7 separate regions of the Sus scrofa genome follow, and all the other regions are linked to region 3. Evidence: chromatin contacts called from public Hi-C and HiChIP or PLAC-seq data. All regions are on one chromosome and are shown on one strand. The core of a region is the stretch at or near the end of the contact, and the rest is flanking DNA. Distances in the headings are between cores, read along the strand shown. Region 1 holds the start of IRF2BP2 (interferon regulatory factor 2-binding protein 2). Region 2 overlaps LOC102158473 (a long non-coding RNA gene). Region 3 has its middle 42 kb from the start of TOMM20. Region 4 overlaps LOC102158473 (a long non-coding RNA gene). Region 5 has its middle 22 kb from the start of TARBP1. Region 6 has its middle 23 kb from the start of IRF2BP2. Region 7 has its middle 110 kb from the start of IRF2BP2.

Region 1 (2,700 bases), core at 105-2,604, 390 kb after region 3:
GGAATGTGCATTCGTTCAATGGGGCCGCCAGTGCCAGCGGCGCCGAGTCACGTCCGCGCGGAGCGTGCGCACTCGGTGGCGGCGCACGCGGCCCCGCGCCCACGTCACGCGCCCGCCGCGCGGGCCTGCAGCAGGCGACCGGGATCCCCGCGTGGCCCGGCGGGCTGCGGACTGGGGAAGAGGGGGATCGGAACCTCCTCGGGCAGCGTACCCGCTCGCTCCCGGAAGGGCTCCGTAGAAGGGCGGGTGGACGCGGCCCTAGGCTTGGGCGCGCACCCTCCTGTTGTAAAAGTTTAGGGGACCGGCGGCGCGTGTGTCCTTCCCAAGACATGCGGGTGTAAAAGCACTCACCGAGGAGTTCAAATAAAGCTCCTTACAAAACTGTGAACAGCACTTGACTGAAAATCCCCATCCTCAAGATGCTACTAACAGAACCAGGTTACAGAGTGGCCTGGCTTTTCAAAACATGAGTTCTAGCACGGTTTGGCTCAAACAGCCCTAGACGAGAAGGAACTGCCTGAGCAGTCGAGGGAGCCGAGCGGGTGGAGGAAAGCAAGCCACACCAGCGACGGCTTCACGTCGGGGACACGAGCCGCGGCGCAGGCGGGTGGTGCTGACCCGCGGGCGGGCGCCGCGGAGCCGGCTCTCCCGGCAGCGCTCGTTCTCTGGCGGGGGGAGGGGGAGGGAGCGGGGGAGGGCGGGCGCGCGCGCGCGAGGGGAGGGGGCCCGCGCAGGCGCCTTGCGAGGCTGTCGAAGAATCAAGTCTGTAGAAGTGGAGCGGCCGCGGCGGCAGCAGCAGCAGCGACGGCGGCGGCGGAGCTGAGGCGGGCTGGGCGCTGAGGCGGGCGCTGGAGAGCGGCGACGCCAGGAGCTGTGAGAGAGCAGCGGAGCGACCCGGGCCCGTGCCGCGCCCGAGCTCCACGCCGCACGGCCGCCGCCGCCGCCGCCCCGGCGCGGCATGCCCCGCCGCTCGGGCTGAGCCTGCCCCGGCGGCCGCCCCCCGCCCCCCGCCCCCCCGGCCTCCCCGCCCCCCGCCCCGCACTCCGCGCCGGCCGCCGCCGCGACCTGCTGCGCTCCCCCGCGCCCGCGCGGCCCGTCTTCGCCCCGGTCTGGAGGCCCGCCGCGGCCCCGGCCGAGCCCCCGCCGCCGCCGCCGCCGCCGCGCCCGCCGCGCCGCGCCGCCCCGCCGCCCACCCGCGCCCGCGCCGGCCGGGGGGACGTGCTGCCGCGGCTGCAACCCCTCGCCCCGCGCCCGCCGCCCCTCGTGCACCGGGGGCGCTGCGCGGGCGCCGATCCTTCGCGGGCTTTGCCGCCGCCGCCGCCTTTGCGGCCGCCGCCGCCGCTGGTGGGGGAGACGCGGGGTTGGGGGGGGAGGAGGGCGCGCGTGGTGCCGGCGGGGAGCGGCGGCGCCCCCTCCTCCTCCTCCGGCGCCGCGGGCTCCTCGGACATGGCCGCGGCGGTGGCGGTGGCGGCCGCGTCCCGGCGGCAGTCGTGCTACCTGTGTGACCTGCCCCGCATGCCCTGGGCCATGATCTGGGACTTCACGGAGCCCGTGTGCCGCGGCTGCGTCAACTACGAGGGCGCCGACCGCGTCGAGTTCGTCATCGAGACGGCGCGGCAGCTCAAGCGGGCGCACGGCTGCTTCCCGGAGGGCCGCTCCCCGCCCGGCGCCGCGGCTCCGGCCGCCGCTAAGCCGCCGCCGCTCTCCGCCAAGGACCTTCTCCTGCAGCAGCAGCAGCAGCTCGGCCACGGCGGCCCCGAGGCCACCGCGCGCGCCCCGCAGGCCCTGGAGCGCTACCCTCTGGCAGCCGCCGCAGCCGAGCGGCCCCCGCGCCTCGGCTCCGATTTCAGCGGTAGCCGCCCGGCGGCCGGTCTGGCCCAGCCGCCAACGCCGCAGCCGCCGCCCGTGAACGGCATCCTGGTGCCCAACGGCTTCTCCAAGCTGGAGGAGCCGCCGGAGCTGAACCGCCAGAGCCCTAACCCGCGGCGCGGCCACGCCGTGCCTCCCACCCTGGTGCCGCTCATGAACGGCTCGACCACGCCGCTGCCCGCCGCTCTTGGCCTGGGCGGTCGCGCCGCCGCCTCACTGGCCGCCGTGTCCGGGGCCGCGGCTGCCGGGCTGGGCTCGGCGCAGCCGGCCGAACTGGGCGCCCACAAGCGGCCGGCGTCCGTGACGAGCAGCGCGTCGGCGGAGCACGAGCAGCGCGAGGCGGCAGCCAAGGAGAAGCAGCCGCCGCCGACCTCGCACCGCGGCCCGGCAGACAGCTTGACCACCGCGGCCGGGGCGGCCGAGCTGGGCACGGAGGGCGCGGGCAAGGGCCGCGGGCCCGGCGATCAGGACTGGGTCAACAGGCCCAAGACGGTTCGAGACACGCTGCTGGCGCTGCACCAGCACGGCCACTCGGGGCCCTTCGAGAGCAAGTTTAAGAAGGAGCCGGCCCTGACTGCAGGCAGGTTGTTGGGTTTCGAGGCCAACGGGGCCAACGGGTCTAAAGCAGGTAGGGGCGGCTGTGGAGTGAGGTGATCTCGGGGCGAAGAGGGGACGGAGAGCAGAGGAGGGGGTGCCCTTCCCATTCACCATTTCTCCCCCGGCCGGCCCAGAAACAACAAACACCCAACTTCCTGATTTGCCCGAGGCGGAACCAGTGCTTAGTGGCAACGTGTTCCTGTGCTGAAGTAGCACAACAGAGATGAGTCAGAC
Region 2 (2,711 bases), core at 167-2,666, 360 kb after region 3:
TGCAACCTCATGGTTCCTAGTCGCGTTCGTTTCCACTGCGCCACGACGGGAACTCCTGAATTACACGTTAGAAAGTTTTCTGCTCAAAATGTCTTTCCTTTCCTTTCTTTTCCCTTCCTTTTCTTCCTTCACTCCTCATTCTTTTGCTTTGAACGTCAAGCTCTCAATGGCCCAGAACCCCACTCTCTAGAACGGTTACTTTCTCAAAGAGAGATGGGATTTCACGGTGGCCATGCTAATAGGTGCCATATATAGATGTGTGATTATTACATATTGTGTGATTAGTATTAGTTCATATCCTTTAAAAGTCGTCTCATAGTTGTTCTATTTCTGAACAGTTGAACCATTGTTAAAGATACTTTTACTTGGAAAGAGAAGAAACAAAGCAAAACACGAATGGAGGGGCTAGGTTGGAATGAACATCACCTTACTAGTGCAGCGGGAGGAGGGCTTACTTAAGGAACACACAAAATTTCACTGTCTCGCTGGTTTGTACTTTCAGCCCAGCTCACAGACAGACCTCCACAACGGCTCACTGCCACCAGAGCTTTTCTTTCAACTGATGAAAAACTGAAAGAAAAAGCTAAGTCTCCTCCCCATGTGATATAGAAGAGATGTTGGCACATTCGCATTTTCATAAGGAAAAACAAGTTGAACTGCGGCAACTCTGGAAGTCAGTCTCATCAACTGCACCCTCCTTTCGCACACGGCAGACTCCTGCGCGCACCCACACTCCTTACGTGGGAACCTCGTCATGTATGGAACGTGTAATATCTGTCAGCGCTGCCCTTTAATGAGCGATTCCTATGAGCCAGGCAGGGGGTCAGAGGGCAACATGCCCCCTGCCTCCCGTGAGGAAACTGAGGCTTGAGAAGTTTAAGCACATGTTTTTAAAAACATGAAGCTCACAAAAAATAGAGATGGCATTTTATTTATTTATTTATTTTTGCTTTTTAGGGCTGCACCTGCAGCATATAGAAGTGCCCAGGCTAGGGGTCAAATCTGAGCTGCAGCTGCCAGCCTACACCTCGGCTACAGCAATGTGGCATCCTTAGCCCACTGAGTGAGGCCAGGGATCGAATCTGCATCCTTATGGGTACTAGTCAGCTTCATAACTAGCTGAGCCACAACGGGAACTCCTTCCCCCTTCACCCCATCCCAAAGTCACTTCTTAACCCACTGGGCCAGGAAATCTCCCAGCGAGGCTTAAATGTTTATCTCTGCCAATGACTCTCATTTTCCCAAGAGCAGGGAGGGTTGGGAAAACAGCCACTTTACAGGTAAAGACCTGGGATGTGCAGTGTGATCACCAGGCACGCTGCTGCCATGTGAATGGGCACGTGGCCTCTCTGAGTGTCTGGGAAAGCCACATGCCAGGCCTGGGAAAGGCCACAGTGGGAAGAAGGCACATCCAGGGCGGGTGGCTTTTGCAGCAGAAACCACCTGCTTAGATGCCTCCCTGCCACTCAGAGGCTCTCTGCAACAGTGGGGAAATGTTGCCAGTCAGGCGCATGCTTTCCAGTGGCAGCTGCCCGTTAACAAACTATAGTGACCTTGGCAACACGTCCTGAACACAGGCCACCGGCGTCATACAGCAGTCCTCTGTGACGCAAGGGCACAGCCAGCCCTGACGACTGTTCAGGGACTGGGCAGGAGAATTCCAGGGCCCCTGCTTTTTCCTACTTTGAGATACTTAGAAGACGTAGATAAAGCAACTGGAAAACAGAAATGTGTAAACTGGAGAGAGAAAGGGAGAGGAGAAGGGATTGACTTTGGAAATCATCAGCCTGTCCAACTAACATACAGAGAAATATAACAACCATTGATCAAAGTATCAAGTTGTCAGCGCTTAAAGAGAAGGCTATGAAAGTCCAGAGCTGTACAGCTGTATAACAAACCAAGCCTCTTGGACTAACCGAACTTCCTTCCGAGACAAAACAACAGAAAATGAGGCATCCAGGAGATCATGATGGGAACTTGCAAAAACTTTGCCCCATGCTTCAGTGAGGCTGGGCGAGCAGGTGAGCCTGGGTCTTACACACTTGGGCAAGGCTTAGATTCCTTGGCAGTTTGCTTGGGCAAATGTGCCCAACCTTTAGGCATGTCTCATTCCTCAGTGATATGTGACATTCACGAGTACCCATAACAGGATCTTCTTGCCATCATTGTCCAGACAAGATGGGCATGATTTCATTTTGGGCATGCATTCAATGGCCAGCACATAAAAGGGGGTAGATAAGCATTGGTCGAGTGACTCACACGGGCTCTGTAAATATTCGTTCATTGACTGAGTCATCAATGAAATAGTATTTAATCATAATTCTCCAGCTCACTACATTAAAGCCAAAACTTGGTGTCCACGTTTCTTTTTCTTCTTTTTTCAATGGCTGCACCCATGGCATATGGAAGTTCCCAGGCCAGTGACTGAATCCAAGCTGCAGCAATGCTGGATTCTTTTAACCAAATGTAGCAGGCCAGGGATAGAACCCGAGCCTTCGAAGTGACCCAAGCCACTGCACTCAGGTTCCTAATCCACTGCACCATAGTAAGAACTCCTCGGTGTCCAGGTTTCTGACTTATGGAGAAAGAGTCTATCATTTTAAAGGAATATACATAAATATAAGAACCTTAAAATTAATATTTCTGACATTAAAAAGTAATACAGGCTCACTGTAGGAAAATCTTAAAATACTAGAAAATGTAAATAACCA
Region 3 (2,700 bases), core at 125-2,624:
AACCGTTTTCCCCGTTCTAATCCTCTCCAAACTGTCATTTCCACCCATCTCCTTCCAAACAGAACAGAACGGAATCCTTTCATAGCCTGTTCCAGGGGCTATGCCCCCCACCCCGTCCATTCCTGGCTGCGTGCAAAAAGATTAGTGGCCCCCTCTGCCCTCTTTCCTGCCTTCATGCTGCCAATCCTTGCATCCTATTTTCGTATCTTTATCATTCTGTGTGTTGTGGGGGCCTCTAGGGTTCGGGGCAAATTATGGGAGGAGAAAGGGCAGTGAAAAACTTCTAAGGAAATGGGGACCTAAGAGAGAAAGCAGAAGTGCCTGCATTCCTTCTGGCCGCATGACTTGTGTTCCAGAAGAAAGAAGAAACCAGTGCTGCGTGCAAGGAGGCTGCGTGGAGAGGGGTCACTGGAGGTGGGGGCGGGGGGGGGGAAGGGAGGAATGTGCAGAGCGCAGGAAACGGGCTCCCGGGTGGCGGAATCTTGGCATCAGTTTGCGTGGCTTAAAGGCTTTCTGTTCTTGGCTTCCCAGCTGCCGCTGCGTCAAATCCCCCTGTACCGGGTCAAGGGTGGGAGGGGGCGTGGTCCTGGACGACACTCGCTTCATCCGCTGCTTTTGGCCTCTGGTTTTCAGCTCTGGCTGCCTCTTTCTCTGCTTGGGAGATGTGAATGCAGGGCAGACTAGAACATCAGGAGCTGGAGAGCTGAAAGCACAGCCGCCCGCCTCCCTTACACCCCGACCTCAGATTCCCCAGGCTGCCCACCACTGCCGCAGCTCCTTCTTCCAAAGGCAGGAGAAAAACGGCACCTCTTGGGAGGAATGCCCTGTGAGAAAAGCATTTTCCTGGGAGCTCCCATTGTGGCTCAGTGGGTTAAGAACCGGTTAGTATCCATGAGGATGCAGGTTCAATCCTTGGCCTCCATCAGTGGGTTAAAGATCTGGCATTGCTGTGAGCTGTGGTGTAGGTCACAGATGTGGCTCCAATCCTGAGTTGTTGTAGCTGTGGCATAGGCCGGCCGCCAAAGCTCTGATTCAACCCCTAGCCCAGAAACTTCCATGTGCTGCAGGTGCGGTCCGAAAAAAGAAAAAAAGAAAAAGAAAATAAAAAGGAAAGCATTTTCCCCTAACAATGGCCAGGAAATACTGTCTTAACTGATATTCTCTAGGATGAGGATGTGTGCTGCCCTCTTGGCAGAGCCATTTGAAGGTTTATTCAACCACTCAAACGCCCAGGAGACACAGTTCCCAACCTCCCAGAGGCCCACACAACACACACACACACACACACACACACACACACACACCACACACGCACGGGGTTGGCCAACCCTGACTTTGAATGGGGACTGGGCCAGCTCGCCCAGCCCGCCTGCAGGCAGGAGGTCACTCTGCTGACTCAGGCCCAGGCTGGGGCAGGTGCCTGCCTTCAACCCTTGAGTTACATCAGGCTTTTCATCTTCAAAGGGCCTTCCCCGGATTAACCCATTAGTCACCCCCAGGAAAGCCACGGAGCAGGTTATTCTCATCCTCATTAAGGCCGTGGTGGGGTGGGGGGAGGCGTGAGGCCCCGCCCCAGGCCAGGGAGAGCTTGGCGTTGGGTGCAGGGGGGCAGCGTCCCTGGGCGACGTCTCTGCTCGGTCAGGAGGCTGGAGCTCCTGACCAGGCAGCAGCAGGCAGAGCCATGGAGGGGCGAGGGGAGGAGGTTGGAGAGTCTCGGAGATGCAGGCACTTTGACACAGGCTCACCCACTGCGGCTCCACCATCTGCTCCAAGCAGTTCAGAACCCGATGATGTTGATGGGACTCCAACAACCCTACCTTCCAAGCCATCCAGGGATTCGAGAAAGGCGCCTTGGAACACTTCCTGCGTCTGCAGGAGGAGTTCCAATGAATAAAAATGATAAAGTACTGGTCACTAAAGCACCTTGCAGATCAAAAGTGTGATGTGGATGCTGAGAAGGGCGAGGCCCCACATCCCTCCAGGTCATGCTGTGCCGTGGGTTTGTCTTCCTGCTGGGGGAACGATGCAGAAGGTTAGAGAGTTTTAGGAGGTAAGTCTGTGCCCTGGTGACAGAATGAGGAGCAGAAGCACCTTCTGGAAGCCAGACAGCAGAGCAATCCTCTCAGTCAACCTTGTCTGCAGCTGCTTCTTATAAATTTGGCATAAATATGTGCTTGGGAACGCCAGGGCGGCGTATCTGGAAAATATTTTCTACCATTCGAAAACACACACACACACACACACACACACACACACACACACACACGCCTGGAAAGGAAAAAAAACCATAACAGAAATTGTGCATAATACAGAGTGGCTTCACTTGTGGTTTTTTTCCATTACTTCCTCAGTTCATTTTTCTGCTGCCAATTTTAGAAGGCCATAAGTCACAGTTGTTGTTAAACTTTGTCAGTTAAAATGTAACTCTAAGAACAAGTCATGAGACGTTGGAGCCAAGTGGCTTTTTGGAGAGCAGGGCTGGTGGGAGGCAGCCTGTCTCCGCTTCTCAGGTCTTCTGTGCTGTGTGTTAACAGTCGTGCCCATAAGGCAGTCCTGGCCCCCTCGGGCCCAAGTTCTGTCACCGCTCCCAAGGGCCACCTATCAGAGGAAATGAGGCTTTTCAGCGTTGGCTCTGTGTGACTCAGGGACACAATGCCCCCACACCAGTGCACCGCTTTTCTTTCTCTTAGAAGGGACTGG
Region 4 (2,700 bases), core at 1-2,500, 320 kb after region 3:
TATTTTAGATGCTTCCTTCTCCTTCCTGCCTCATAATCAGTTGCCTCCTAATCATCTCCTAAATCTGCTATCTCTTGTCATCCTGCCCCTGATCTTTGCAGTCTAGCTGACCCATCTACAAGCTTAGTCCTGGCCTCACCCCCGCCCCCCCCAAGCTGTGAGTAGTAGCAATTTTAGGCAAGAGCCCCAGCTTCCGCTTCACTGGTCTCAGCTCTCTGCTTCCTGATTTCTGCTTTGTGTACCCCCCCACCAACACCAGCCCCTGCCGCCCCCACTTGAGTTTTCCATTTCTGGCCACTCAGGCTCCCCTGGTTTTAGATTTCCAGGTGCTTTTCCACAGTGACTCTCCACCTGGCTTCTACTTCTGGTGTGAGGTATCAAGTCACACCTACTGTCGCCTGGGTAACATCTTGGTCCATTTCTCCTCCTGTGGAGCCTACCAGCCAAGCCGGCCTTGGGTCTCTCACCTCTGTGCTGTCACAGTAACGTTATTCTCTGCATGCCTGTTCTTTCACTGGACTGTAAGTCCCCTTGAGGACAAGAAGGGGCCATTATTTCCTTGCCTCTGAGTTTCGTTCCAGGCACAGCGTAGGATTAGGAAAATGGAAAGAATGTGGTATATACAGGAAACATTTAAGAATGATTCAAGGCAATCCATGTCCTGGAGAAGGACAGGGAGGGAGGGGCTGCTGTGGACTGAGTCAGTCTAGGAAGCTGGATCCCAAGCTGAATGCAGACATTGTAATTATATGCCCTAAAAACAGGAAAGTGCTGCTTACGCTGATGAAGTCTATCTTTGAACTCCGCCCAGTGCCCTGAATTCTCCACTTACTCTGTTACCTTTTCTTAACCCAGCTGGGATGACTAGGGCCTGTAAGGCCAAGAAGGCTGTCATGAGAGGTGTGGCCCAGCCAATAAGGGGCCAGAGGCCAGCAGCTTCCTGCGTGTTAGCGCCAGGAGTGTGGGAGGCCGTCTTCTGTTTACTTGGGGACCTTGGGACCTTGGGGCTTCGCTTGGCCCCAGAGGAGCTCAGAAGTGTGCATCACTCCTCTGAAGACACATCCAGGGAGTGTTTGATTGTGACTTCTCCCTAGAGCCGGCCTCCAGCCAAATGTGAATAGCCCTTGTAGAATCCTGGCTGGTGCTCAAGGCCTTCTTGGGTTTTTCCAAAGAAGTGTCCTGGGCCTTCTCATTGGTTTCTCCATTTACTGTTTCCTGTCATGCTATCATGTGATTGGAAGTGCTGTCCTTAAGGCTGTGTCCCTTTGGTACCATGAGCTCAAGCTCTGCTCCCGCCTAGCCTCACCCCTAGCCAATCCCTTTGGCTGAAAGATCCCTGGACTTCCCTGCAGCATCAGCCTGGACTGCGGTTTTCCCTAAGACCCTCTGCTAAGCTGTGCATTACAGGTCGGGGAGGGCCCTGTTTGGATCTGGCTCATTCTGAAGGAACTCCGGCCCTTAAGAAGGAGGGGGGGTCATGCTGGCCATCTTCTCAGTTGAGTTTTGGCAGCCTGGCCCTTCTTCATCACCAGTCCCTTCTTCCTTTGGACCACTCCACTTGCCCAGCTGCTGCAAGTCCCAGATGTTCCAGAAGAGCTGCTAGGAGCTGAGAGTTTGTGTGGGCAGAGAGACACGGGCCAATCCCACCACAAGCAGTCTAAAAAAATGGTGCCCAAGGGAAAGCATGTCTTGACTTTGGCCCTCTTCCACATGGGTCTGTCCCCTCAAAGATGCGTGTGCCCCCTGGATTTCACTGAATTCTTAAGCTTGCCGCAGAGGTATTTATAGCCCAAGAAAGTTGCTCAATGGTCTTATTCATGGCCTGCATGCAAGCTCTCACGAAACCCTCTGCTGGATTCCTTGGTTCCTGGAAAGCCTGGGTGAATTTCACGCAAAAATCATTTGAGCATATAGTCGCATATTAACGTGCGTGTTCAGAAGCCAAAATCCAAGTCGTAATAGGGTTGCTCACACTTTGGGATTTCCAAACCTAAAAGAAGGCTCTTTAAAAAGAAAGAAAGAGGGAGTTCCCTAGCAGCCTAGTGGTTAAGGATGTAGAGTTGTCACTGCTGTGGCTCAGGTTCGATCCCTGGCCAGGAAACTTCTGCATGCCATGGGCCAGACCAAAAAACCAACCAACAAATAAATAAAAAGGAAGAAAGAAAAAAAAAAACAATGAGACAAACACATAAATAACAGAAAACATTCTAAGATTCTCAAAAGCTTCTGTGTCTATATTCAATGCATATCCAGGTAAGTGCTTTCTTTCCTTGCCTGACCCAACCTTGTCTTCAGCAATAGACAGATTAGATGGAGAGAGAGATCCAAAGGGAAAAAAAAAAAAATCGCAGTCTTGCTCTCCTTAGAGTAGTTCATCACGTTATGGAGAACAGCCCAGCTTTTTCACATATACTGAACTTGCTAGGTGATGGCTTGGAATTTGTACCCTCTCAGTTGATACAGTCACCAATCACCCTGAGTGAATCCTGGAGACATCAGTCCCTTGGCAAATGTTCCGGGGATAATGCAATTCATTAATGTGCCACTGGGCCGGCTGCTATGTTAAGCCAACCCGGGCCAGGTCACCTTGAAGAATTTTCATGGCTTTTCCGCAGTCTGGCAGCAGAGCCTGTCCTGACCCGTCTTCTTCAAGCCTGTGGACTTGGAGCTGCCCGCCTAGTATGGAGGGGTCCAGAGCCT
Region 5 (2,700 bases), core at 3-2,502, 490 kb after region 3:
GAAGGTTCTGTGAGTCCATGACATGCCTTGGTGAAAGAGAACAAACCAGGCTTTGAAGTCAGGCATAACTGGGTCTGTCTCCTAGTTCTCACATTTACTGGCTGTGTGACTTCAGGCAAGCTCCTTAACCTCTCTGAACTGAGGTTTCTCATCTGAAAACCTGGGCCAGTGCCAACCACTAAATTGTCAGGAAGATGAAATAATAAAGTACTTTTAAAACATACAACAGAAGGCCTAGCAAATAGTAGGTGCCAAGGTAGATATTAGAGTCTGCTTTTCTTTATTCACACAAGTCTCTGAATGGGTAAAAAATGTAGGCCCTCAACTATTGGAATATCGCTTCTGTCTTCCACTCCAGGGCCCTACTTCTGAAAGAGAAAGAAAGAAGGAAATAAACGGAAACTCTCAAAGGCCTTTCTGAAAGCATCACCCATCTATTGAAATGTGCTTTCCATTCAAAAACTAGGTTATTCATTATTCATCTTATTGGAACTGAAAAGAAGGAAAGAGTTCACTGCTTACAACCCAGCCTTGACCACTGCTTGATTTCCATCATTTCCTGGTATCTATGTAATATGTCCCAAGTGTGAGATTGGCCATGTTGAGAGGCGAGCAAACTTCAGACTGAATGACCGTCCATAATGCCCTGGAATGAATGTTCCCTTTCCTAGCATTTCCACTCCAGGCAGTGCATTTCTGGGGAATTATTTCACTGCCTGGGTGGCCAGAGTCCCTTGGCCTTCAGCCTCATGGCTCACTGCACCACGCTGGGCAAGCAGTAACCGCCCAAAAATGCGAGTCTTTCTTTCATGCCCCAGTGGCATGAGTAACATCATTAACTCTTCAGGGCTGAGGTTTGGGATTACGTAAAAATTTTACACCCCACTGTGTTAGCTGTCAGAATACCAGAGTAACAAAGTGTCTGCAGAGTTCCTTTCCGTGCCAGAAATGTGGTTGCCTGACCTAATAAACAATCCTTGGGATATTTTTTTCCAAGCGATTCTATTTCAGCAGGATTGTGGGTTTCAAAATGGAAGCTAAGTCCTACAGACTTCAAGATCCAGGGAGAACAAAAATGCAAGAAGAAACTGGGCTTTGAAACTCTCCAGACAAGGGGAAAATGCTGCTGACGTGTCCCCTGGAAGGACAGCACAGGAAGAGCACAGCTGTGCAGTGTGGTGTTTCACATGCTCTTCTATACACAGGTTTTCTAAAGTGTAAGGGGAAAAAAACCCGTACAGGGCGCTCCCCTAAGAGGAGCCGCACAACACGTTTTCTCTGGGCCCTGGGCCAGCGCGGGGACCAACCAGAGGCCGGCGCAGAAGCACTGTGGATGCCGCGCGCCATCTGGTGGCCTGAAGCTGATATTGCGCGCTCTCTCCGGCCTTTGACTCCATTGATTTGCAGAATTTAATAGGCTAGTATTCTGGAGCTGCTTTTTTTTTTTTTTTTTTTTTAATCTTTTTATTTACTTTTTAATGATTTTTATTTTTTCCATTATGATTGGTTTACAGTGTTCTGTCCATTTCTATTGTACAACAAAGAGATCCAGTCATCCATATATATATATTCTTTTTCTCATATTATCCTCCATGATGTTCCATCATAAGTGACTATGTATAGTTCCCTATGCTATACAGCAGGATCTCATTGCTTAATTTATTTTATTGGAGTGTAGATGATTCACAATGTTGTGTTAATTTCTGCTGTTCAGCACAGTGATTCAGTTATACATATATATTCTTTTTCATTGTGTTTGATCACAGGATATTGAACCTAGTTCCCCACGCTGTACAGCAGGACCTTGTTTATCCATTCTATCTAGAATAGTTTGCATCTGCTAACCCCACTCTCCTACTCCATCCCTCCCTCAGCCCTCCTTCCCCTTGGCAACCACAAGTTGATTCTCTATGTCTGTGGGTCGGTTTCTGTTTCATAGATAAATTCATTTGTGTGATATTTTATATTCCACATAAAAGTTATATTATATGATATTTGTTTTTTCACTGTCTAACTTCACAAAGTATGATAATCTTTATATCCATCCATGTTGCTACAAAAGGCATTCTTTCCTTCTTTTTTATGGCTGAGTCATATTCCATTGTAGATATGTGTCCTCTGCTGATGGACATTTAGGTTGCTTCCAAGTCTTGGCTACTGAGAATAGCGCTGCTATGAATATAGGGGTGCATTATCTTTTCAAATCATAGTTTTGTCCAGATAGATGCCCAGGAGTGGGATTACTGGATCATACAGCGACTCTATGTTTAGTTTTTTGGGAACCTCCACACGGTTTTCCATAGTGGCTGCACCATTTTACATTCTATTGTGAGCTTTCTGTTCTGCTGAGGAGGGGACTGATCACCGGGGGGTCTGAAAGGAAGACACCAAGAGCCAGCTTTTCTAAATTCCGCTCCTTATTCTGCAATAGGAAATTCGAGGACTCGGGCTCTCCTCGGAGGTAATGATGGTCCTCTGGGACAGCACCAGGAGCCCTTAGCTCCAGCCCCAACCAGCCTCCTATGTCCTCCTGTCCAGGTCATGATGGCACAGGTTTGGGCATGAGAGCCTGGAAACCTCTTAGGTTCTCTTCTCCAGCCTTCTGAATCCTACGCTCTTTCAAGGTTGCTTCATGGCATCTGCACATTCTCAGAACAGCTGCTTCATTTTCGGCTCACACGAGTGTTCCCAAAGCATATT
Region 6 (2,822 bases), core at 171-2,670, 410 kb after region 3:
GCCCTGGGAAAGCTCTTCGTTTACAGGGAAGGCATGAGAAACAGAGAATGTGAGCCAGACATCTGATGAAAGCATTTAAAATAGCCCGATGGGGTATTTACTCACAGATGCTGTGTTAAATTGGGATTAAAGAGAGTAAAATTCCAGAGATCCTTAGAAGACTCCAGGAATTCTTGGCAGGAGCAGAGAGTGGCATGACTCAGGGTGAGAAGTTTGTCTCAAAGTACAACATATAAGAGGCGAGGGCTGTTGTCACAGCGGCCTGGGGATGCTAAGCAGTGCAGACTCTGGGAGGCTAAGATGCAGGGAACTTGCCTTTTAAATTGCAGGACCAAACTGAACAGAAGAAAATAGGCTAGTTTTTCTCTTAACTGATTAGGAGACATTGAATGCTATTCCATGTATCCAAATGTCATGAAATGCAGTTTTTCTGTTCATGAGCAAATGGCATATAGGGAGAGTAAACTCAAATCTCACGTGCAAGGTCACAGCTCTGCGCCCAGGCAGCATTTCTCCATCCACCAGGCATGGAGGAGAGACAGGCTCGGGGCAGAGGCGGGGGCTTCCATCTGCCATTCAGATGTTCCCGATTTAGGTCCAACGGGGCTGCAGGGCAATCACCGCAGGGAGTAGAGTTGAGAGACAGGAGCTCTGTCCTCCAGGATCAGTTCTTAGATCTGCACACATTGTGATCTCTCATCCCTGAGCTTCTCTGACTCCCCCTAACTTCCCCCACGCACGCCACTCTCGCCATCCCTGAGTCCCAGATGCATTGCAGAAGCCTGGAGGCTCGGCTGAGGGTGAGAGGCATGCAAAATAGGAAAGAAGTATAGCAAAGTTATTAACCGCCCAGGTTTGGGCATCAAAAAGTCTGTGTTCAAATTCAGTCTCCACAATGCAATTAGTTGCGAATCACAAATAAGTCATTTTCTTCTTTTTAAGCAGAATTTTTACGCTTGCAAAAGACTAGCATTAGTTGGAGTTCCTGTTGTGGCTCAGGGGGTTAAGAACCCGACTAGTATTCATGAGGATGCAGGTTCCATCCCTGGTCTCGCTCAGTGGGTTAAGGACCCTGCACAGCATAGGCCACAGATGCGGCTAGGATCTGTGTTGCTGTGCCTGTGGTGTAGGTCAGCGGCTGCATCTCCAATTAGATATTAGACCTCCTAGCCTGGGAACTTCCATATGCCTCGGGTGCAGCCCTAAAAAAAAAAAAAAAAGAAAGAAAGAAAGAAAGAAAGAAAAAGAAAAAAGAAGAAAAAAAAAAAAAAGACTAGCACTGGTCTTGAAGGGCTTTTGGAGTTTTGCATATTGAATGAAATACTCTACTTAAAATGTTTAGTGCGCCTGCTCTCCTTAGTACGTGCTCAGCATGTGGTCCTGGGTATCAGAATGTGCCTGTACCCATGTCCTGAGCCAACACTAGGACTAAACAGTGCTGTCTGTGCCCTTCTTTGCTTCTCTCTCCTAGCAACCCCAACTCAAACACTAGCTACTGAAATACTAAACCCCGTTAATAGGCAGCTTCATCTCTGAGACACCTCCACAGTGCAGCATGGACCCCACTTTGACCTCCACTGCCATGTTTTCCTGCTAATTTTCTGGTTAATCCAACAATTTGAACAAGAGTGTTATCCCTGCCCCCCACCCCCACCCCCCCATCTCCCACCGGAAGACAGACATGCCAGCAACTGGTGGGGAGCTAGGGTCATGGCAGCACAGAGGTAAATCTTGCCCAAGAAACCCTGTAGGAGAGCCCACAAAAGAAAGAGGCTCTTAGCCAAAGGAGATTTTATTTTGCAGTTTCCAAAAGGTAAGGGAACACTTCCAACTTTTTTTTTTTGTTTGCTTATAGGCTCGGAATTTAAACATAGGACACTGAATGGCCAGAACCTTGGCCCACCCCTGAGTACCCGGGGCAGGTTGCCAGCACCAGGAGTTCGAGTTTCTGCCCAGTAGGCTTGTAACCTGAACTTTCTATTTCTAAAATCCCAGTTCTCAGTAGCCAGCACACATTTTGAGCCACAAAATTCTGAGAATTATTGCCCTTGTCAGCTGCTAAGTCACATGCCCTTCAGTCTGCTCCCTGCTCCTGGTATAATAGTACTTCTGTTAGAGCCTATGAATTTCACTGTCACATAAAAATTGGCAACTCTTTTAATACCACCCAAGGCTTGCCATAATCACCCAGAAATATACCGTCGGGGCTGTCATAATTCATCCATTTTTAGGATCCCTCAGGATCTCCAAATACAATGACTGATAGCAAATTAATAGATACTTTGGATCTTCCCATTTAACTTCATCAAAGAACTGACCCCCAGGATGAAAATTTCGTTTAATTAGGATAATATTTCATATTTAAAGAGTGCCTCCAAGCCAAGAAGCCCAGAGATCTTATCTCTTCATTTTCTTTCTTTTTTTTTTTTTCTTTTTTTGCTTTTTTAGGGCTGCACCCTCAGCATATGGAGGTTCCCAGGCTAGGGGTCTGTCTAGTCGGATCTGCAGCTGCTGGCCACAGCCACAGCAAAGGGGGATCCGAGCCGCATCTTCAACCCACACCACAGCTCACCGCAATGCTGGATCCTTAACCCACTGAGTGAAGCCAGGGATCGAACCTGCAACCTCACTGTTCCTAGTCAGATTTGTTTCCACTATGCCATGACAGGAACTGCTATCCCTTTATTATCAAAGCCGCATTGCCCGTCACTCAGAGCCAACTCTTAGAGAACAGGCATGTTTGTCCCCATTTTGTGGATGAAAAGAGCTTGCACACTGCTGCACAGTAACATGTAAAATGACCATTACAGAGTTAGGGGCTA
Region 7 (2,700 bases), core at 152-2,651, 280 kb after region 3:
TTAAGGGGAGGAAAAAAATGATCTCTGGAACTCCATACCCATCCTATAGGTGAGGAGAAGTAAGTTGCTAATGAGAGAAAGGGCCAGGGCTCAGTTCCAGGAAAGCTGCTGAAAACACCTGCTCTAACCACTGGCCCACACTGCCTCCCAAAGGGTAGGAAGCACCATTCTCTAGTTAACCTGTAAAGTAAAATGTGGGCCTGGGAAAGGTGAAGGCATGTTTCCGTTCCATGCAACAGGGTGCATGCAATCTACATACCATCTACAGGTCATACAATACACAATAGTTGATACAATATACAACAGGCAAAATGTGCCTGGCCCCTTTCCTTGGTCACTTGACTGGTTCAGGCCACGGCCGACAGACTGATTGCCAGTGTACTTTGTCAGATTCCCTCTACCCACCCACCCCCCGGCTCCACCATTCATTTTCCAGAACCCTCTGTTCTGTATTTGCAGTTTCAGTTCTGTATTTGTGGACACAATCTATGAAACAATTCAAAGGGGGAAAGAAATACTTTGGTGAAAGGTAGAAAAATTAACCAAAAAATGGGTTAGGCTGAAAATTCCTCTAAGGCTTGAGGATGAACATTCAAACCTAAGACGAGAAAGTCAAGGTGAGTTTGTCCATTGGGCTAAGAAGGAACAGTGTGGGAAAGTCACACGCTTGTGAGAACCAAGTCAGGCAGGCGGATAACATTCAAGGGCTGGAAAGGATGAAATAAGATATTCTGAGCACATGAGCAATGGCAGCTGGGAGAGCACTGGCCCTTTTCACTCCAGATTTTATAAACTTCAGGTAAAAGAGAGGCAGCAGTGAGAGGCGCATCCTCAGTGTGGTCCCCCCAGGCAAATCTGAGTGGCAGAGATTTTAAGTTGGGTCCATTTTACTTTAGAACTGCCCCGTGTGTGTGCCCGGGTGGCTGGGCTTGGCTTTCTCCGCCTTTGTCTTTGCCGTCTCTCCCTGTTTCCCCACAAAACCAAAGCTACTTGTTCTCCCAGCTTCACAAAGAGGAAAAAAAAAAAAAACGACTCCAAGAGGAAATCACTTCACAGCAAGTGAGCCCTGGGAAGAATTCAAGAGTGAGGAGCCCTTGTAATGAGATTAAGGGAAAAATGCTCTTGTGCCTCCAACTCAGACCCGTCCTCCGTGCGCAGAAGCAGCCAAAACAAATACCGGCATTGTTTTGGGAAGGAAAAGGTTAACAAGCTAGGAAAACAAAATCAGAGATATTTTTCAAAGCGTGACCCTGGGCAGGATGAGCAGAGAGCAGCCTGCCGTTGCAGCAGCATCTCCCCTCCTGGCTGATGTTTATCCTGCAGCTTGTGGGGGGCGGGGAGCAGCTGTGACATTCAGAGAGACCACAGGTTGCTGTCTTCTGCATGGCAGTCGGGCTGCACTCATCGGGCAGAGGCATGAAAGCCTGGGTCCAGAGGAAAAGACGCACAGCTCCTTGGCCCCTTCTTAGAAATGAGCTTAGAAAAAATTCTTTGTGGATCATGCAAAGCTTGGAACACATGCTTTCATCTACCCCTGGCCAAAGCACTAGACTGCAAATGGAAATTTGGAGGCTGTGTCCAGGCTTGGGTTTCAGGCTGGCCTTGAGGACGTGCTTCAGTTTCCTGATTCAGTCAATTAATATTTATCCGGCGCCCACTGTGTGCTGGGGCTGAGGGTCTCCTGCTGCGGATATAAAGTTGATAGACCCCCATCTTTGTCTTTAAGGGACGTACAGTCTGGTAGAGAGAACAGATGTGCGAACAGATTGTTATCCTTGTAATATGTGAAGCATATATAGCTAATATTTAATATTGATGTTTCCCAAATACAGCTGTAATGGGGATGATGCCCGTGGACATTTGACACTCAAACCGTGTTGTGTGTGAGTGTGAGTTGCGTGTGTGTGTGTGTGTGTGTGTGTGTGTGTGGCCAGATGTCCATCACCCTCTGTAGGCAGTGCCCCTGGTTCTTTAGGAGCCTGCAAGCCCACTTCCCTGCTCTCAGCAGGCTTCTGATGATGGGAGCTGCCCTCTGGAAGTCCCGTGGAGCTTCTGGGATGAAGTGTGAAGGGCTAAGATGAGGAAATAGAGGGGCTTCCTTGCCACTCTTCATCCAACAGAGATCGCCAGTGTTCAAGAGGGCCCAGACGCTCTTTGTTCAATCATGCACGCTGCTGGTGATCATGATGGGAGGTTCTGTAGACAGAATCCACAGCCCAAGACAGAGAAACTGGTGAGAGGGTCGAGGTGTCTGTAAGTGGCTTCCATGACATGGTGCCTAGTTTTCTCCAACAAGACTTAACATATTCCTTGTCACATTAAAGTCTCAGCTCTAGGAGGTCCCGTCGTGGCTCAGTGGGTTAAGAACACGACATAGTGTCTGTGAGGATGTGGGTTCGATCCCTGTCCTCGATGAGCAAGTCAAGGATCCGGTGTTGCCGCAAGCTGTGGTGTAGGTCACAGATGCAGTTTGGATCCAGTGTTCTGTGGTTGTGGCATAGACCCCAGCTGCAGCTCTGATACCATGCCTAGCCTGGAAACTTTCATATGCTGCAGCCATAAAAAGAAAAAAAAAAAAAAAGTCTCAGCTCTGTCTTGCTGAGAAGGACCCATTTGGGACTGTACAGGAAATCGCTGAACTTTGCTCAGACTGGGATGGTAAGGCTTATTCTCAACATCTCCACGATTATTTCACTTTTT

What was found. A called contact is a pair of places that touch in the nucleus more often than the background predicts. HiChIP or PLAC-seq counts read pairs in DNA pulled down with a chosen protein or histone mark.
Region 1: an H3K27ac HiChIP or PLAC-seq map of skeletal muscle shows a contact between it and region 3, with 15 times the contacts expected there. The contact joins the promoter of IRF2BP2 here to the enhancer-like site in region 3. A contact is called at or near these places in 3 of 5 promoter capture datasets (fetal liver, fetal skeletal muscle and liver), 32 of 47 Hi-C or Micro-C datasets (adipose tissue, alveolar macrophages, blood and 16 more) and 2 of 2 datasets of contacts at active chromatin or transcription factors (alveolar macrophages and skeletal muscle).
Region 2: a contact with region 3 is called in a Hi-C map of liver, with 15 times the contacts expected there. The contact joins two enhancer-like sites. A contact is called at or near these places in 3 of 47 Hi-C or Micro-C datasets (liver and skeletal muscle) and 2 of 2 datasets of contacts at active chromatin or transcription factors (alveolar macrophages and skeletal muscle).
Region 4: a contact with region 3 is called in an H3K27ac HiChIP or PLAC-seq map of alveolar macrophages. The contact joins two enhancer-like sites. A contact is called at or near these places in 2 of 2 datasets of contacts at active chromatin or transcription factors (alveolar macrophages and skeletal muscle).
Region 5: a Hi-C map of skeletal muscle shows a contact between it and region 3, with 8 times the contacts expected there. The contact joins two enhancer-like sites. A contact is called at or near these places in 2 of 5 promoter capture datasets (fetal skeletal muscle and liver), 28 of 47 Hi-C or Micro-C datasets (adipose tissue, alveolar macrophages, blood and 15 more) and 2 of 2 datasets of contacts at active chromatin or transcription factors (alveolar macrophages and skeletal muscle).
Region 6: a contact with region 3 is called in an H3K27ac HiChIP or PLAC-seq map of skeletal muscle. The contact joins two enhancer-like sites. A contact is called at or near these places in 1 of 5 promoter capture datasets (liver), 24 of 47 Hi-C or Micro-C datasets (adipose tissue, alveolar macrophages, blood and 13 more) and 2 of 2 datasets of contacts at active chromatin or transcription factors (alveolar macrophages and skeletal muscle).
Region 7: a contact with region 3 is called in an H3K27ac HiChIP or PLAC-seq map of skeletal muscle. The contact joins two enhancer-like sites. A contact is called at or near these places in 4 of 47 Hi-C or Micro-C datasets (embryonic fibroblasts, epiblast stem cells, fibroblasts and 1 more) and 2 of 2 datasets of contacts at active chromatin or transcription factors (alveolar macrophages and skeletal muscle).

Annotation. Positions count from the first base shown.
Region 1 is chr14:56,544,438-56,547,137 of Sscrofa11.1, forward strand. It overlaps IRF2BP2 (interferon regulatory factor 2-binding protein 2), which reads left to right and starts at 1,355. Exons shown (of 2, transcript XM_021074288.1): 1 at 1,355-2,449. The coding sequence starts at 1,447. LOC110256820 reads right to left here and starts at 1,448. Exons shown (of 2, transcript XM_021073692.1): 1 at 1,043-1,448; 2 at 575-981. The coding sequence starts at 1,448. The coding sequence ends at 575.
Region 2 is chr14:56,515,450-56,518,160 of Sscrofa11.1, forward strand. The region is part of intron 1 of LOC102158473 (a long non-coding RNA gene); the gene reads right to left. LOC110256878 (a long non-coding RNA gene) reads left to right here. Exons shown (of 3, transcript XR_002338951.1): 3 at 503-937. Among named protein-coding and RNA genes, the nearest start is that of IRF2BP2, 29 kb to the right of the region's middle. Within about 2 kb of position 1,417, at least 10 of the 83 cell types and tissues checked have an H3K27ac peak or open chromatin away from gene starts, as enhancers often do. A contact at or near this core is called in liver and skeletal muscle, where this site is marked.
Region 3 is chr14:56,153,862-56,156,561 of Sscrofa11.1, forward strand. No RefSeq gene overlaps it. Among named protein-coding and RNA genes, the nearest start is that of TOMM20, 42 kb to the left of the region's middle. Within about 2 kb of position 1,375, at least 54 of the 83 cell types and tissues checked have an H3K27ac peak or open chromatin away from gene starts, as enhancers often do. A contact at or near this core is called in adipose tissue, alveolar macrophages, fetal liver and 7 more, where this site is marked.
Region 4 is chr14:56,475,156-56,477,855 of Sscrofa11.1, forward strand. The region is part of intron 5 of LOC102158473 (a long non-coding RNA gene); the gene reads right to left. Among named protein-coding and RNA genes, the nearest start is that of IRF2BP2, 69 kb to the right of the region's middle. Within about 2 kb of position 1,251, at least 28 of the 83 cell types and tissues checked have an H3K27ac peak or open chromatin away from gene starts, as enhancers often do. A contact at or near this core is called in alveolar macrophages and skeletal muscle, where this site is marked.
Region 5 is chr14:56,645,974-56,648,673 of Sscrofa11.1, forward strand. No RefSeq gene overlaps it. Among named protein-coding and RNA genes, the nearest start is that of TARBP1, 22 kb to the right of the region's middle. Within about 2 kb of position 1,253, at least 49 of the 83 cell types and tissues checked have an H3K27ac peak or open chromatin away from gene starts, as enhancers often do. A contact at or near this core is called in adipose tissue, alveolar macrophages, fetal liver and 7 more, where this site is marked.
Region 6 is chr14:56,567,036-56,569,857 of Sscrofa11.1, forward strand. No RefSeq gene overlaps it. Among named protein-coding and RNA genes, the nearest start is that of IRF2BP2, 23 kb to the left of the region's middle. Within about 2 kb of position 1,421, at least 6 of the 83 cell types and tissues checked have an H3K27ac peak or open chromatin away from gene starts, as enhancers often do. A contact at or near this core is called in skeletal muscle, where this site is marked.
Region 7 is chr14:56,432,205-56,434,904 of Sscrofa11.1, forward strand. No RefSeq gene overlaps it. Among named protein-coding and RNA genes, the nearest start is that of IRF2BP2, 110 kb to the right of the region's middle. Within about 2 kb of position 1,402, at least 37 of the 83 cell types and tissues checked have an H3K27ac peak or open chromatin away from gene starts, as enhancers often do. A contact at or near this core is called in skeletal muscle, where this site is marked.